2 separate regions of the Mus musculus genome follow, and region 2 is linked to region 1. The links are chromatin contacts, called in public promoter capture Hi-C maps. All regions are on one chromosome and are shown on one strand. The core of a region is the stretch at or near the end of the contact, and the rest is flanking DNA. Distances in the headings are between cores, read along the strand shown.

Evidence for each region. Capture Hi-C pulls out chosen DNA fragments and counts their contacts.
Region 2: a promoter capture Hi-C map of liver shows a contact between it and region 1. The contact joins the promoter of Zscan25 here to the promoter of Rnf6 in region 1. A contact is called at or near these places in 6 of 39 promoter capture datasets (cranial neural crest, embryonic stem cells, frontonasal cranial neural crest and 3 more), 6 of 484 Hi-C or Micro-C datasets (B cells, CD4 T cells, CD8 T cells and 3 more), 13 of 115 datasets of contacts at active chromatin or transcription factors (the 230-238 cell line, astrocytes, effector CD8 T cells and 6 more) and 4 of 9 other capture datasets (adipose tissue, embryonic stem cells, liver and 1 more).

Annotation. Positions count from the first base shown.
Region 1 is chr5:146,216,735-146,223,895 of GRCm38.p6, reverse strand. It overlaps Rnf6 (ring finger protein (C3H2C3 type) 6), which reads left to right and starts at 2,439. Exons shown (of 5, transcript NM_028774.3): 1 at 2,439-2,676; 2 at 3,412-3,494; 3 at 5,800-5,995. The coding sequence starts at 5,818. Gm38745 (a long non-coding RNA gene) reads right to left here and starts at 179. Exons shown (of 2, transcript XR_868694.1): 1 at 1-179.
Region 2 is chr5:145,277,600-145,284,760 of GRCm38.p6, reverse strand. Zscan25 (zinc finger and SCAN domain containing 25) reads right to left here and starts at 4,290. Exons shown (of 6, transcript NM_001081431.2): 1 at 4,134-4,290; 2 at 981-1,409. The coding sequence starts at 1,364. It overlaps Gm38740 (a long non-coding RNA gene), which reads left to right and starts at 3,712. Exons shown (of 2, transcript XR_868692.2): 1 at 3,712-4,372; 2 at 5,175-5,255.

The sequences.
Region 1 (7,161 bases), core at 1,190-3,689:
TGAGTTTGTCCTGGAGCCAAATGTGAGCGGCCACGGCTTGGGAAGACAGATTTCAGTTATTCCAAATACCATGTTCCGTAGCAGTAACAGATTCATGACTTTCTTTTTCCCCTGAGACAGGGTTTCTCTGTGTAGCCCCGGCTGTTCTGGAACTCATTTTGTAGACCAGGTTGGCCTCCAACTTAGAAATCCGCCTGCCTCTGCCTCCCAAGTGCTGGGATTAAAGGCGTGCGCCACCACTGCCCAGCTCATGATGGTTTTATAGTAACAGAACAAAGAAAATAAAATTGAGATACTTTCAAGATACCTTGATGGATAAAGCCAAATCTGGTGGTACACGCCTTTAGTCTCAGCACTCAGGATGCAGAGGCAGACAGATCTCTGAGTTCAAGGCCAGTCTGGTCTATAAAGCTAAGGACACCCAGGCTACACAGGGCTACCCTATCTCGAAGGACAAAAGGAAGGAAGGGAAGGAGGGAGGGACGGAGGGAGGGAGGGAGGGAGGGTGGAGGTTGGTGTTAACAGGCAGGCAGATCTCGTAAAAGCAGGAAAGTATGTGCTACTGGCCACAGATGCTATCTGCTTAGATTATTTTGAGTTGGTGGAAGCTAAGGGACTTTCCATAAGGCCTAACCTGCTAGTCACAAGGACGTTAGGTTACACACAGACATGGGTGATAAGTGGTTATTGTGGGGGGACATGGCGAGAGATATCCCAGGGTTATTTGGCTTTGACTTGTAACACAATCATGGAACTTTTAACCAATCTGCCTTGTAGAGTGTTTAACATGTCCCTGGAGGGGAGGGGGGAACGTCTGTTCACAAGTCCCACTTCCAGTATTAAAAAGAAATGGAAGGGACTTCAAGGTAAGGTGAGAGATGAGAGGGCTGGCTTGATGTGTGCCTCTGAAAGACATAGTCAGAGTAAGAAAAAAAATAGACATCTCCCCATCTTAGTCAAAGTTTCTATTGTTGTAAAGAGACACCATGACCAAGGCAACTCTTGTAAAGGAAAGCATTTCATTGGGGCTGGCTTATAGTTGTAGAAGTTTAGTCCATTAGCATCATGGTGGGAAGCATAGCAGTGTGCAGGAGATAATGGTACTAGAGAAGGAGCTGAGAGCTCTACATCTTAATCCATACACAGACAGCAAGGAGGAGACTGAATATGTTTCACACTGGCTGTAGCTTGAGCATCTAAAACCTCAAAGCCTTGCCTCCACAGTGACACACTTCCTCTAACAAAGCCACACCTCCTAATAGTGCCACTCACTATGGCCAAGCATTCAAACACATGGATCTACGGGGACCATTCCTATTCAAACCACCACAATCCCAAATAGAGCTATACAAAGAAAGCTTTAGAGAATCATGAAGCAATTGGATACTAGAAAAAAAACAAAGTCAGGCTACACAGAGACATACACCCACCACTGTCTCCATCACATAGCTCCCTGATGAAGTTGGGGAAAGGAACTCCAACAATAACCTTACTTCCAGAAGGAAACTCAAAGGAAAGTCTTATCCTCAGAACAACAACATAAAAGGACATATAGACAGTTTGGATCAATATTCAAAGGGAGAGAAAATAATCACCAAGCAGGACACCCTAAATAAGACCCAACCCACTTTAAAGCCATTGGTCTCCCCAATTGGGGTCACTTTTCTACAGGAGAAATCTGTAACACTCTCCTATGTTTTAAATATTAAACAGATGGGGAGAGAGGAGGGGAATCCTCCTGATAGACAGTATCACCTTTTACTCTAGTAGTTTCATTGATGCTAAGGCTTGCTACATCATGGTAACAAAGCACCCAGCAAACATGGTAGCACATCCCTAAGAAGGGCAAGAAGCTCACCAGCTAAAGGCCTGCCTGGGCTATATGAGCCCCCGTCTCAAAACAAAACAAAGTCACTCAATAATGAAAGAAGGGAGGAAAGAGTTATGAATCACAGCAGTATGCGCGTATTAAACTGATTAAGCCATTTGGCTGATGGGGGTGTCAGGAAAGGGCCCTACCAGGACCACAAGAAATGGTTGGGTAAATCTGGTGTCATATAATGAAAAAAGAAATTAGACAAGGGATAGCGGGAGAGAAAGAACGTGAATGGTTAATATTGGGAGCTTCGAAGTGCTTTCTCATCACAAGCACTTGATATTTAGTTTCCTCATCCCAGTGAACTACACTAAGGGAAAATTTCAAACTGGGTAGTTAACCCGGGTAGTAATGAGCAACGAACAGCTTGACAGATGCGTTTTTCTCCAGACTTCGTCAAAGGACACTGAAATACGAGAAGAGGAGCTGGCATTTCCAAAGGGTGGAAAGGCGCCTCCGCCTTCGGTCCTGAAGCCGCCACGGGCTCTGAGTGCCTTGACCCGAGCCCGCGACAGCCGGACCTGCGCACAGCAGATGCGGAACTCGGGCGCCGCGGCTCGGCTTCCGGGGAGCGCCGTTTCCAGACGCACCGGCAGGGTCGCTGCAGACGGTGGCCAGTCTTAGTTCTCCGAGGCGGTGCGAGAAGGCCGGAGATCGGACGCTCCTCTCTTAGCTTTCTCTCCGCCAGGTCGACTCCGAGCAGCAACACAGACTCTGAGCTTCGCGCCTCAGGGGAAGATTAGAGGGCGTAGCGGCCTTCGAAGGCTCGGCCAAGAACCTTCCGCCCCCTCGCCGCCTCGGTGAGAACAACCGCGGGTCATCGCGCTGGAGGTGGGGTCGGGGGGAGGGGGCGTTGGGTACACGGGGCGGGGGAAGGGTCATTTGGTGAGTCTCACTACTACTTCCGGGAGACGCCTCGGAGAGGAGGACGTGCTAGGGGGCGGGGTTCCGAGGGGAGAGACACTTACCTCTTATCCGATTGGCTTATTGCTTGCTGGTTGAGCTTTGCTAGTTGCTGATTGGCCGGCCCCAAAGCCAAATCCAGGTCGCAGGGGAAGCGTTACTTGAGGCTAGATTGAGGTGAGATTGGTCGGGTTCCTGAGTCCAGTTCGTTTACTGGAGTAGGGACTTCATCTTAACCCTAGTCGGGGGCCTCGATTAACAGGATAAGGAAAAGAACCAGTAGCGGGATGGTGGGGGCGGTTGACAACGAAGTGAAGGCTTAGAACTAAACTAACTTCCTCACCTAACCCTAGCTACACCCAGATGGGAACGTGATACGGTACGAAGGCCTTTGAGAAAGGAGGAGGCGCAATCCTCGGAGCGGTGACAGTGTAGGAGGAGAGACCTTCTGGGAGGTTTTTTTTTTTTTTTTGTTATCTAATTGTATGAGTCTCTAATTACCTAGATGATGGTATAACAGAACCTTCTGGAGAATTTAGCTCTGGCTTTGCAGAGGAGTCGGGAGACTACTGGGTGTTCCGGGACTTCAAAGAGGCAGTTTGCTGAATAATACAACTTTTGTTTTTATTCAGATGAGCAGCTCTCAAAAGAGGCACAAACATCAGAAGCATGGATACAGTCTCATCTGTTAGAAGAATGTTCAAAGGAAAATAAGGTATTCATTTTGCCTTACTTATGCTTAGTTAATCCAAGAATATTGCCTTGGAGGAGAAGATCTCTGGTTTTTTAATATTTTAAAGAACTTGACTTTTTTTGTCATTAGATTTCCACTTATTAAACATCTGTTTCAAAAATCAAGTTTCTAAGCTGGGCGTGGTGGTGCACGCCTTTAATCCCAGCACTTGGGAGGCAGAAGCAGGCGGATTTCTGAGTTCGAGGCCAGCCTGGTCTACAGAGTGTGTTCCAGGACAGCCAGGGATATACAGAGAAACCCTGTCTCGAAACACCCCCCCCACCCAAAAAAAAAAAACCAAGTTTCTGCTGTGACCACCAAAAATGCACTTTGCTAATAGTTACTGATTGCAGTGCAAATGGAAATCCTTTACTTTTTGATATTATTAATTAAATTAACATCTGAGTGAATCTTGCTCCCCCCAAGGGGTCTCATATGTGTGTGTGTGTGTGTGTGTGTGTGCGCGCACACACACACACATTCTTGAATGTTCTAGAATTCACTCTGTAGACCAGGCTGCTCTGGAGCACACAGAGATTAGTCTGCCTCTCTCCTGAGTGCTAGGAATGAAGACATGTGTTACTACACCTAGTTTAGTGGTTGGTTTTGTGTGTTAACTTGACACAAGCCAGAGTCATCACAGAGAAAAGAGCCTCAGTTGAGGAAATGCCTCCATGAGATCCAGCTGTAAGGCATTTTCTCAGTTAGTGGCCCAGCCACTATCTGTAAGTGGTGCTTCCCTGGGCAGGTAGCCTTGAGTTCTATAAGAAAACAGGCAGAGCAAGCCAGTAATCAGCACCCCTCCATGGCCTCTGTATCAGCTCCTCCCTCCAAGTTCTTGCCCTGTTTGAGTTCCTGTCCTGACTTCTTCCAGTGATGGGAGTGTAAATAAACCCTTTCCTCCCCAACTTGGTTTTTGGTTGTGGTGTTTCATCGGAGGAATAGAAACCCTAAGACAACTAACTAGCATTGCATTTTAAAATTAGGAGGGTTGTTTGTTTTTGTTTGTTTGCATTTTTTATTTGGTTTTTGGTTTTGCAGACAAGGTTTCACTGTAGACCAGACTGGTCTTGGACTCAGGATTCTCCTGCGTCTGCTTCCTGAATGCTGGAATTAAAGGTGTGCGCTACCACCCGCCTGCCTAGTTTATTTATTTATTTTATTTTATTCATTTATTTATTTATTTTTGGCTTTTCAGGACAGGGTTTCTCTGTGTATCCCTGGCTGTCCTGGAACTCACTCTGTAGACTAGGCTGGCCTCGAACTCAGAAATCTGCCTCTCAAGTACTGGGATTAAAGACGTGTGCCACCTCCGCCTGGCTTTATTTATTTATTTATTTTAAATGCATCCACTAGTCAAATGCATGTGTCAAGTCTTACAATAAAGAACTCAACATATAAACAACAACAAAACAACTTTTAGGAGCTAGTAGGTCTAGGCCTTTGCTTTAAAAGTTATCACCAAGTCAGACACAATTCAACACATATATCTCATATCTGAGTATTAAATTGATCATCTTCTTAAAATTTATCTTTGTCTCTCGAAATTGTGTCTAAAAGCATTCATCATGTTAAAATTTTAGGCTTGAATAATACATGTTCTTGATGTACAGAGGGCTCCCTCGTGCATCCTGGGACAGTTAGGAGTACAGCCCACTGTCTTTGTGATGTACAGAGGGCTCCATTGTGCATCCCAGGATAGTTAGGAGTACAGTCTACCGTCTTTGTAGATGATGATGTCCTGTACTCCTTCCAGAAAAGATGGTGAATAGAAAATGACCACCACTGTCTCACTGCAATTTATTGAGATGAAAATAATTTTTGCCTACTGTGTCTACTGAAGACTCAAAGTTGATGTCTCTGAGACTGAAAACCAACAGGAAACAACACACTGTGCATGGCTCTGAGGATTGAGAAAACACACAAGAGCTCTGGCTGTCTGTATCAGGCCATCCTTCAGTGTGGAATGGTTAGCCTCGGGAGTTTCTGGTTGTGGGGGCTACATTTGAGTGCTATCCTCGAAGCAGACTTTCTGCCTTGGTGAGGAGACGAGGAGAGGGAACACTGCTTCTTAGAATCTTAGAATATCAGTTCAGTAAGTCTCTAAAGGCAGTGGTGAATCACAGATGAAGAGATTGTTAGTGGCCTACATCGTGAGTTCTGGGCCAGCCAGGATTACATAGTAAGAGCTTACCTCAATAAACCAACAGCCAAATCAAAACAAAAAAAGTAGGAAGCATGTTAGCTCATGACTGATGCATTGACTTTGTGCATGTTCTTTAAACAGGAAACTAGAAGTCTCAGGATGGATCCGTCTAGATCTAGATCAGGTGGGAGTGGAGAAGAGAGCTCATTTCAAGAAAATGAGAGAAGATGGCAGCAAGAACGTCTCCACAGAGAAGAAGCCTATTATCAGTTTATTAATGAGCTCAGTGATGAAGATTATCGGCTAATGAGAGACCATAATCTTTTAGGCACCCCTGGTAAGAAATGGGCAAAGGGGGAAATTTTTCTATCATTGAAAGGAGGGATTTAAAGTAAAGAGAGTGCCTCCCTTTGAGTACTGTTTTGTGAGTCTGAGAATTATGCAGTATAACAAAATCACTGCCCTCTGTGTTTGATAAATACATGAGAATACTGAATATATAGACACACACACACAGGCCAAACTTATAAAGCCAGTGTACATAAGCATTAAGTGTTACACGCATAATTCTCACCCTCCACTGCCAACCCTCACTTGGATTGAAACCTAGGGTTTTGTGCATGTTAGGGAAGTGTTCTGCCACTAAACTAGACTCTAGCTCTCTATTTCTCTTACATAATATTTGTACAAAGAAACTGTTATTTGAAACTTAATTCTTAACTTATTTGAAGTGTTAACATTCAGCTAGATTGTGACCAACCAAAAGTCCAATGTAGTCTATACATTTCCTTTCAGATTTACTTTATAGGAAACGAGCTGAAATATGCCTGTCTGTGTGTTTGTATATTTGTATGTTGGTGGCTCACATAATAAAATATTGTGGTAGAATTCAAGCACCAAGATTTGAACATTTCCCTAAAATTACTCCCTAATTTTCTTTTAAACTTAAACTCGATGTGAGTACATCTCATCCTTTTGTTGTTGTTTTCAAATTAGTTTTATTTTTTGCTGTTTGTCTCTGGTGGGGGGGGGGGGGTTGTGTCCATGAGGTTAAGGTCCAAGGAGGCCAGCAGAGGCTGTAGGGTCCCAGGCCCTCAGGTCTCCTGGAGCTGACATTGAGCCCCTCAGTCTGGGTGCTGGAAACTGCTGAGCCATCACTCCAGCCCTAACTTACAGGTTCTTACTTAGAGGTTCTGGTAACCAAAATTATTCAAGTTTAGATCTCAATTTTAATGAAATATTAATAAATGACATGTGACTAAATTGATGTGTATTTGTATCAAATATTTTATTTAATTTTTTTAGTTTTTTAAATTTATTTATTTTATGTATGTGAGTACACCATTGCTCTCTTCAGACACACCAGAAGAGGGCATCAGATCCCATTACAGATGGTTGTGAGCCACCATGTGGTTGCTGGGAATTGAACTCAGGACCTCTGGAAGAGCAGTTGGTGCTCCTAACCGCTGAGCCATCTCTCCAGCCCTGTATCAAATATTATTA
Region 2 (7,161 bases), core at 3,041-5,540, 940 kb after region 1:
CCTCAGCGGATGCCAACTCAGCTTCCGGAGTGCTGGGATTACAGGTGGACCACGCACCCACCCCCACCCGGTGTTTACACGGGGACTGGGAAACCAAACTCTAGTTCTCATGCGTCTCACCCACTGAACTAGCTCCCCAGCCCTAAAAATACATGTCTTTGATACACCCCACTCTGCTCCTCAACTCCTTTCTGCAACCGCTGAAGCCACAAACTGCTTCTGCCTAAGTGGAGGTCCCTAAGGGTAAGTAAGGAACAGCCTGGTTGCGCCTGACTCCCAGCAGCCTCTGGCAGAAGCACGCATTTTTAGCCTCTTCCCCAAGAGCCTGCAGCGCTTATAGGGGGCCTGGAGACAAGCACGACTGCCTTCACTGGATTTGCAGCGCACTCCAGGTCCCCGATGCCCAAACCACAGTATCAGGCTTTGCTGCCCAGAGACATCGTTCCTAGAGATGGCTTTCTTTAACTTAAGTGTGTATATGGTGGGTGTGAGAGTGTGTGTTTATGCAGGTGTGTGTGCATGTGAGTACATGTGAGTACATGTGAGTACATGTGCCACTGAGCATGTGAGGAAGTCAGAGGACAACTTCCAGTGTTGGTTCTCATCTTCCACCTTATGGTGACCACACTGCTGAGTATGCCTGGCTCCCTGGCCGGCAAGTTTCCAGGGCTCTCCTCTCTCTGCCGCTGGTCTCACTGCTGGGACCACACGTGCATACTACCTTATGTGCCCTGTCTATAGGTCCTGGAGATTTAATCCCAAAGCCTCATGCTTGTACAGGAAGTGCTTACCCACTGAGCCTCTCCTCAACTCCTGAATCTTCTTGCTAAAATGCAGCTACTCTCCAGGAAAGGACCTCTGGGAACTGGGGGACAATGGAGGAGGTCCCATGTCTCATCTATTCCCACCACTTTCTTAACCTCTTCATCTCTGATTCCCACACCAACCGAGGAAGGCCTGGACACCCTCTTCTCACCCACCGCCTTGGCCTCCGTGCTCCCCATCAGCTCCTCCACCATGGCCACCAGAGCCTTGCCGCTGTCTGGGCTGTGTTCCCGGATCCAGGTGTAGAACTCTCGGGGCAGGATGGTGAGGAACTGCTCCAGCACCAGCAGCTCCAGGATCTGCTCTTTGGTGTGCAGCTCCGGCCTCAGCCACCGGCGACAGAGCTCTTGGAGCTCCCTGAGGGCTTCCTGGGGACCAGCAGCCTCTTGGTAGCGGAACTGCCGAAACCTCAACCGAAATGCCTCGGGACTCGAGTCCTCCCCTCCCCTGCCCCATGGCAGCTCCTTCTCCAGTTTGACCACTGGAGCACCCATCTGCTGCTGAGGATCTCCTGCCATCTCCAGACGCTCTTTCAGCATCTTCAAGCTCCGGCAAGGCTGAGGATGACAACAAGGGTGACCCGTCTGAGAAGAGAAGATGCACGGAAGGTCAGCCCATCCATTTCCGGGTCTACACCAGTGACTGTCTGAGAATTCTGACATCTATCATGAAAACCCTATCAACTGGCTTGGGCTTAGATCAGTCAGGGTGGTGACAGTAGAGCAGACAAAATCAAGACAAATTTTTAAGGTTGAAACCAACAAATACACTAGTGGCTTGACTATGACAGTGTCCTCAGGGTAAATACCATGCCATACAGGTTACTGCACTGCTCTTGATTGCCCATCGTAACGAGATGGTAAAACCCTGCAGAAGACACAATACATTTGGACACAGGAAAAAAAAAAAAATCAAGCTGGAGTTGACCTGGCATTTCCTCCATGTTAACTGGTTTTCATAGTGCTGGAAGGCGCTGCACAGGCCACTGGAGGAGAAAAGCCATCACTTTTGGGTACTTCCCAGCAGTGACACTTGTGTGCTCCAGTAAGGAATGGCCTGACAGACAAGACATGCCCACGGAGGGAATTCATACCTGGGATTGTAAACCTGCTCAAAAGCCCATAGCCAGGGAGATTATGAGCCTAAGGGAGAACCTACTACTGCGGTATTTCTAAAACAGACATGATGTCAAGCCACCTTCTAAATATTTATGTCTACACCTATAGATTGGTGCTGCTCTCAGCCTTGGCCAGGGAAGCCTCTGTCTACTTGCAGCTAATGCAGAGACTCAAAACTGGTCAAAGTGCTGAGAATGAGTGATTGTTGAGAGCTCAGCCCTTAATGGGACATCTGTTATCAACACCCCACACAAAGCAAAGGCTCGGGAAACATAGTGCAAGGGGGGACAGAAAGAACCCAGGAGTCAGAAGATGGCAAAAAGAGTTCAGTGAGATGCTATCTTCTGGACACGGCACAGCCATGGCACTTGTGAACTGACTGCAGCCACGCCATTTACACAAGACCCACATAGGATCAACCAGTAAAATCAGCCCTCAGACCAAGAAAAAAGAGGTCGTGAAAATGGGAGGAGATGTTTGAGTGTCCCTTGGAGGGGTGTGAGAGGAGAGTTAGGGCATATATACTCAAGACATAGCATATGCATGTACAAAAATGTCAGACACTGGAAGCTGGAAGAACAGGAAAGGAAAAGAGGATGGAGGGAGGAGAAAGGGAAGAAGGAATGACAGAAAGGAAGCAAATATTACACCAGAAGAAAAAGAGGCGGCAATGCAAACCGTAAAATCAGTCTCGTTTACTTCCAGGGCAGGCAGGCTGTCAAAACAGGCCCCAAGCCCATAGGAAAAAAAAGAGACAGAAAGAATATGCAGGCAGCTATAGCTGACTCCCTCCCAAAACATTGGGGTCTAAAAAGAAAGGTGAGGCTGGAGAGACAGCTCAGCAATTAAAGAGCACTTGCTGTCCTTGCAGAGGACCCAGGTTCACTTCCCAGCACACACATGGTGCTTCACCATGTGTGTGCTTACAGACTGGAGTCTGTAACTCCAGTTCCAGAAAATCTATTGCATCTTCTGGACTCCAGGCATACAGTACACAGACATACATGCAGTAAGGAAAAAAAAAAAAAAAAAACTCATCACATAAAAATAAAAATATGGGCTGAAGAGATGGCTCAGCAGGTAAGAGCACTGACTGCTCTTCCAGAGGTCCTGAGTTCAAATCCCAGCAGCCACATGGTGGCTCACAACCATCTGTAATTAGATCTGATACCCTCTTCTGGCGTGTCTAAAGACAGCTACAGTGTACTTATATATAGTAAATAAACAAATTTAAAAAAAAAAGTTGTGGGCCACTATACTCAGCTATATACATATACGTACACATACACACACACACACACACACACATATATTATACACATGTACGTACACACACACACACATATACATATATCAAAAAAAAAAGGACGAAAGAAAAAGTTGAGTGTACTGGTGCACACCTTTAATTTCAACATTGGGAATAAGAGGCAGGCCGATCTCTATGGGTTTGAAGCCAACCTGCTCTACATTGTGAGTTCCAGGGCAGTCAGAGATACATAGTGAAAACCTGTCTAGAAAAAAAGAAAGATGTAACAGGCCTGTCGTTAGTGGCCTGAGAGGCCAAGGCAGGAGGATGGCGAGATCCAAGCCAACCTGGGTACGATGAAACTGGAAAAGAGGGAGAGCAGAAGAGGATGGAAGGAGGAAAGAGAAAGGGAGGAAAGAATGACAGGTGAGTAGCAAACATAACACCCTAGGAAAAAGAGGCTGCGATGCAGACCGTAAAAAAAAAAAAAAAAACCAGAATCAGTCTTGTTTACTTCCGGGGCAGGCGGGCTGACAAAACAGGCCCCAAGCCCAAAGCAGTAAGGCGCTGTGCTCATTAGCGCAACTAGGGTGCGGCAGGCCACGTCCTTATGTTACATATGGTATTTCTCTGTCCGCCTGTGAAACTGATTCCTCATCTTTCCACCTCTAACACTCATCGTTCTGCTTCATCCAGCTTTCTCGAACGTCCCTGCTACTGTCTAGCTCGGTCCGCCAGTGCCCTGGGGCAAGCGGCCCCCGTGGATCTTCCAGGCCTCTGGCAGACAGAAGGCGCCGCGTGGCTATTCTTCCCATCCCTGTCTTGCATCTGCGTCTAAAAACGCTTAGCGTCCCTTTTCGGAGTCCCAGGGTCAAGGTCTTCCTGCGGGTCCTGGACACCTTAGGCCCCCAGCCTGGCCCGACCGCGACCCGCATGGATCTTACCTGAGATCACCGCTGTGCGTGGAGCCTACGACCCCTGGCCCGCTGCTGCCCCGCCGAGCAGCAGCTTGCTCCGTCCAGCCCCGCCCCGACCCGGCCTGCCCGGGGCCTTGACTGCGCGCTTAGCACCTGCCCAGGCCTGCGCGGACCGGAAGTGGGTGGCGGATGCTGTCAAGCAGGTGCCCTATGGAAAGGGCTGACGTCCGGTTCCTCTCTAGGAAGCTCGGAGGTCCGAGAAGGAGGTATGTCTCTATGGTCGGTCATGGCCACTCCAGGTTCCCATCTCCTGGCTCTATTGCACTTCCATATATATATGGAATAAATAAATAAATATATATTTATTTATTTATTTATTCCATATATATATATTTTAATGAGTCTCTACAAAAAGTAGTTTTTCTGCCCTAGTCTGAGAGATGGATTAGTCTATGTGTAGAAACATAAATATTTTAACATTTGTCTAGGTTTATTTAGTGTGTGTCAGAGGACAACCTGTGGAGTGGGTTCTCTCCTTCCACCACATAGGTCCCAGGAATAGAACTCACACATCGGGCTTGGGGGCATGCACTTTGACCCAATGAGCCATCGCACTGTCCCCAAACATAAATATTTAGAAGGCAATTGGACAATATGTTCTTTTAAGAAAGGTAATAGTTTTAACTGTACCTTGACAATCTAGGATCATCTAGGAAGAGTCTTTTTTTTTTGGGGGGGGGGGGGTCGAGACATGGTTTCTCTGTGTAGCCCTGGCTGTCCTGGAACTCACTCTGTAGACCAGGCTGGCCTCGAACTCAGAAATGCGCCTGCCTCTGCCTCCCGAGTGCTGGAATTAAAGGTGTGTGCCACCACGCCCGACTGGAAGAGTCTTAATAAAGTGTTAGACAATCCCTCCGGGACAGGGTGGCCTGTGGGCATGATGCAGGAAGAGCCAGTCTACTATGGGTGGGTTTGGGTCTTGGACTGTATAAGAAGGGAGATAAACAGTAAGCATACAGATACTAATTCATTTCTCCCTGCTTTTGACTGTGGATACGATGTGACCAGCTTCTTCAAGTTTCTGCTGCCTTGACACCCCTACAATGAGGACTGTAATCTGGAATTGTGAGCCAAAATAAACGGTCTCCCCAAAGCTGTTTCTGCTTGTTTCTTGGTATGTTTGCTTGCTTGCTTGCTTGCTTGCTTGTTTTGTTTGAGACAAGGTCTCTCTATGTAGTTCTGGCTGTTCAGAAACTTGCTGTATAGGTCAGGTTGGCCTTGAACTCAGAGAGATCTGCCTCTGCTTCCCAAATGCTGGGATTAAAATACTGTCAGTACCATGCCTGCCTAATGACTGTATGCTTTTAACTTTCTCATTTTAGTGTACTAACTATTGCAGAATTCCTACAAAACACATGTATACTGGCTTCTCTGGGAAAACAAAGAAACATCTTGTGATAGGAGGGTTGTTTTAGAGCAGCTGACATTTTAGTTAGGCTTAGACATGATTTCCTCTTTCAGGGAAAGACAGGAAACGGTGTTGGAACTAGAGACTGGTGCTCAGGCCAAATATGGTAGTGCATATCATTACTATTAGCACCAAGGAGGCAGAGGCAGGCAGATCCCTATGAGTTCCAGGCCAGCCTGCTCTACAGAGTTCTGGAACAGCCAAAGCTACATAGTAAGACCCAAAATGAAGTAAATTTTTCATTTTGCTTTGGTTTGGGTTTTTGCTCTGCATTTGTTTGTTTGTTTGTTTGTTTGTTTGTTTGTTTTGAAACAAGATTTCTCTGTGTAGCCCTGGATGTTCTGGTTCACTCTGTAGACCAGGCTGGCCTCGAACTCAGAGACCTGCCTGCCTCTGCCTCCTGAGTTAGCCCTGAGGGGTTAAAGGGATGTACCACCATGCCCATTTTAGCGCATAACTCTTTAATATCATTAATTCAAATACCTATTGTGATTATGTTCTTTTTTTAAAAATTCAGTCATTTGAATATTGTAATACATTCTCTCCCATTGACCTCCAGGTTTGGATTTTGAAGAATAGTTCAACATAGTGGTTATTATTATTATAATATTATTATTATTATATATTATTATATATTATAATATCATATATATTATAATATTATAATATAATATTATTATTATTTTAAGAAACTGAAAAAATTTAAAAGGAGAAAAGATAAAAAGAAAATCCTTGAGTAGGCAGCAGTTCAAGGAATTTTGATAGGATCGTATTCCAGTTTCGTTCAGGCAGAATCACGGCCAATACAAAGGAGTGGAGGATTAGCCAAACTTCATGAACCAAAGGCAGCAAAGACCATCAAGGACGGGGAGGTATGCTTAGGAATACTCACACAGATGGAGGAAGAGCAGAGCACGGGTCTTCTGGGGTGATGTTACTGATCCTTCAAGAAACAGGAGGGGTTGGAGAGATGGCTCAGGGGTTAAGAGCACTGACTGCTCTTCCAGAGGTCCTGTGTTCAGTTGGCAGCAACCACACGGTAGCTCATTACCATCTGTAATGGGATTCAATGCCCCTTCTGGTGTGCATGAAGAGGTCAACAGTGTACTCACATACATAAAATAAATAAATAATTTTTTATTTTAAAAAAGGGGGGCTGGAGAGATGGCTCAGCAGTTAAGAGCACTGACTGCTCTTCCAGAGGTTCAGAGTTCAAATCCCAGCAACCACATGGTGGCTCACAACCATCTGTAATGAGATCTGATGCCCTCTTCTGGTGTGTCTGAAGACAGCTACAGTGTACTTATATATAATAAATAAATCTTTAAAAAATAAAATAAACAGCACTCAGGAGGTAGAGGTAGGCAGATTTCTGAGTTCGAGGCCAGCCTGGTCTACAGAGTGAGTTCCAGGACAACCATGGCTACACAAAGAAACCCTGTCTCACAGACTTAGGAGGCAGAAGCAGGTAGATCTCTGTGAGTTTGAGACCAACCTGGTCTACATAGCAAGGACCTTCCTAAAGTAAACAAGCAAGCAAACCAAAGCAAGTACTGTGCCCGACAGCACTCAAAGGGAGACAGGAGG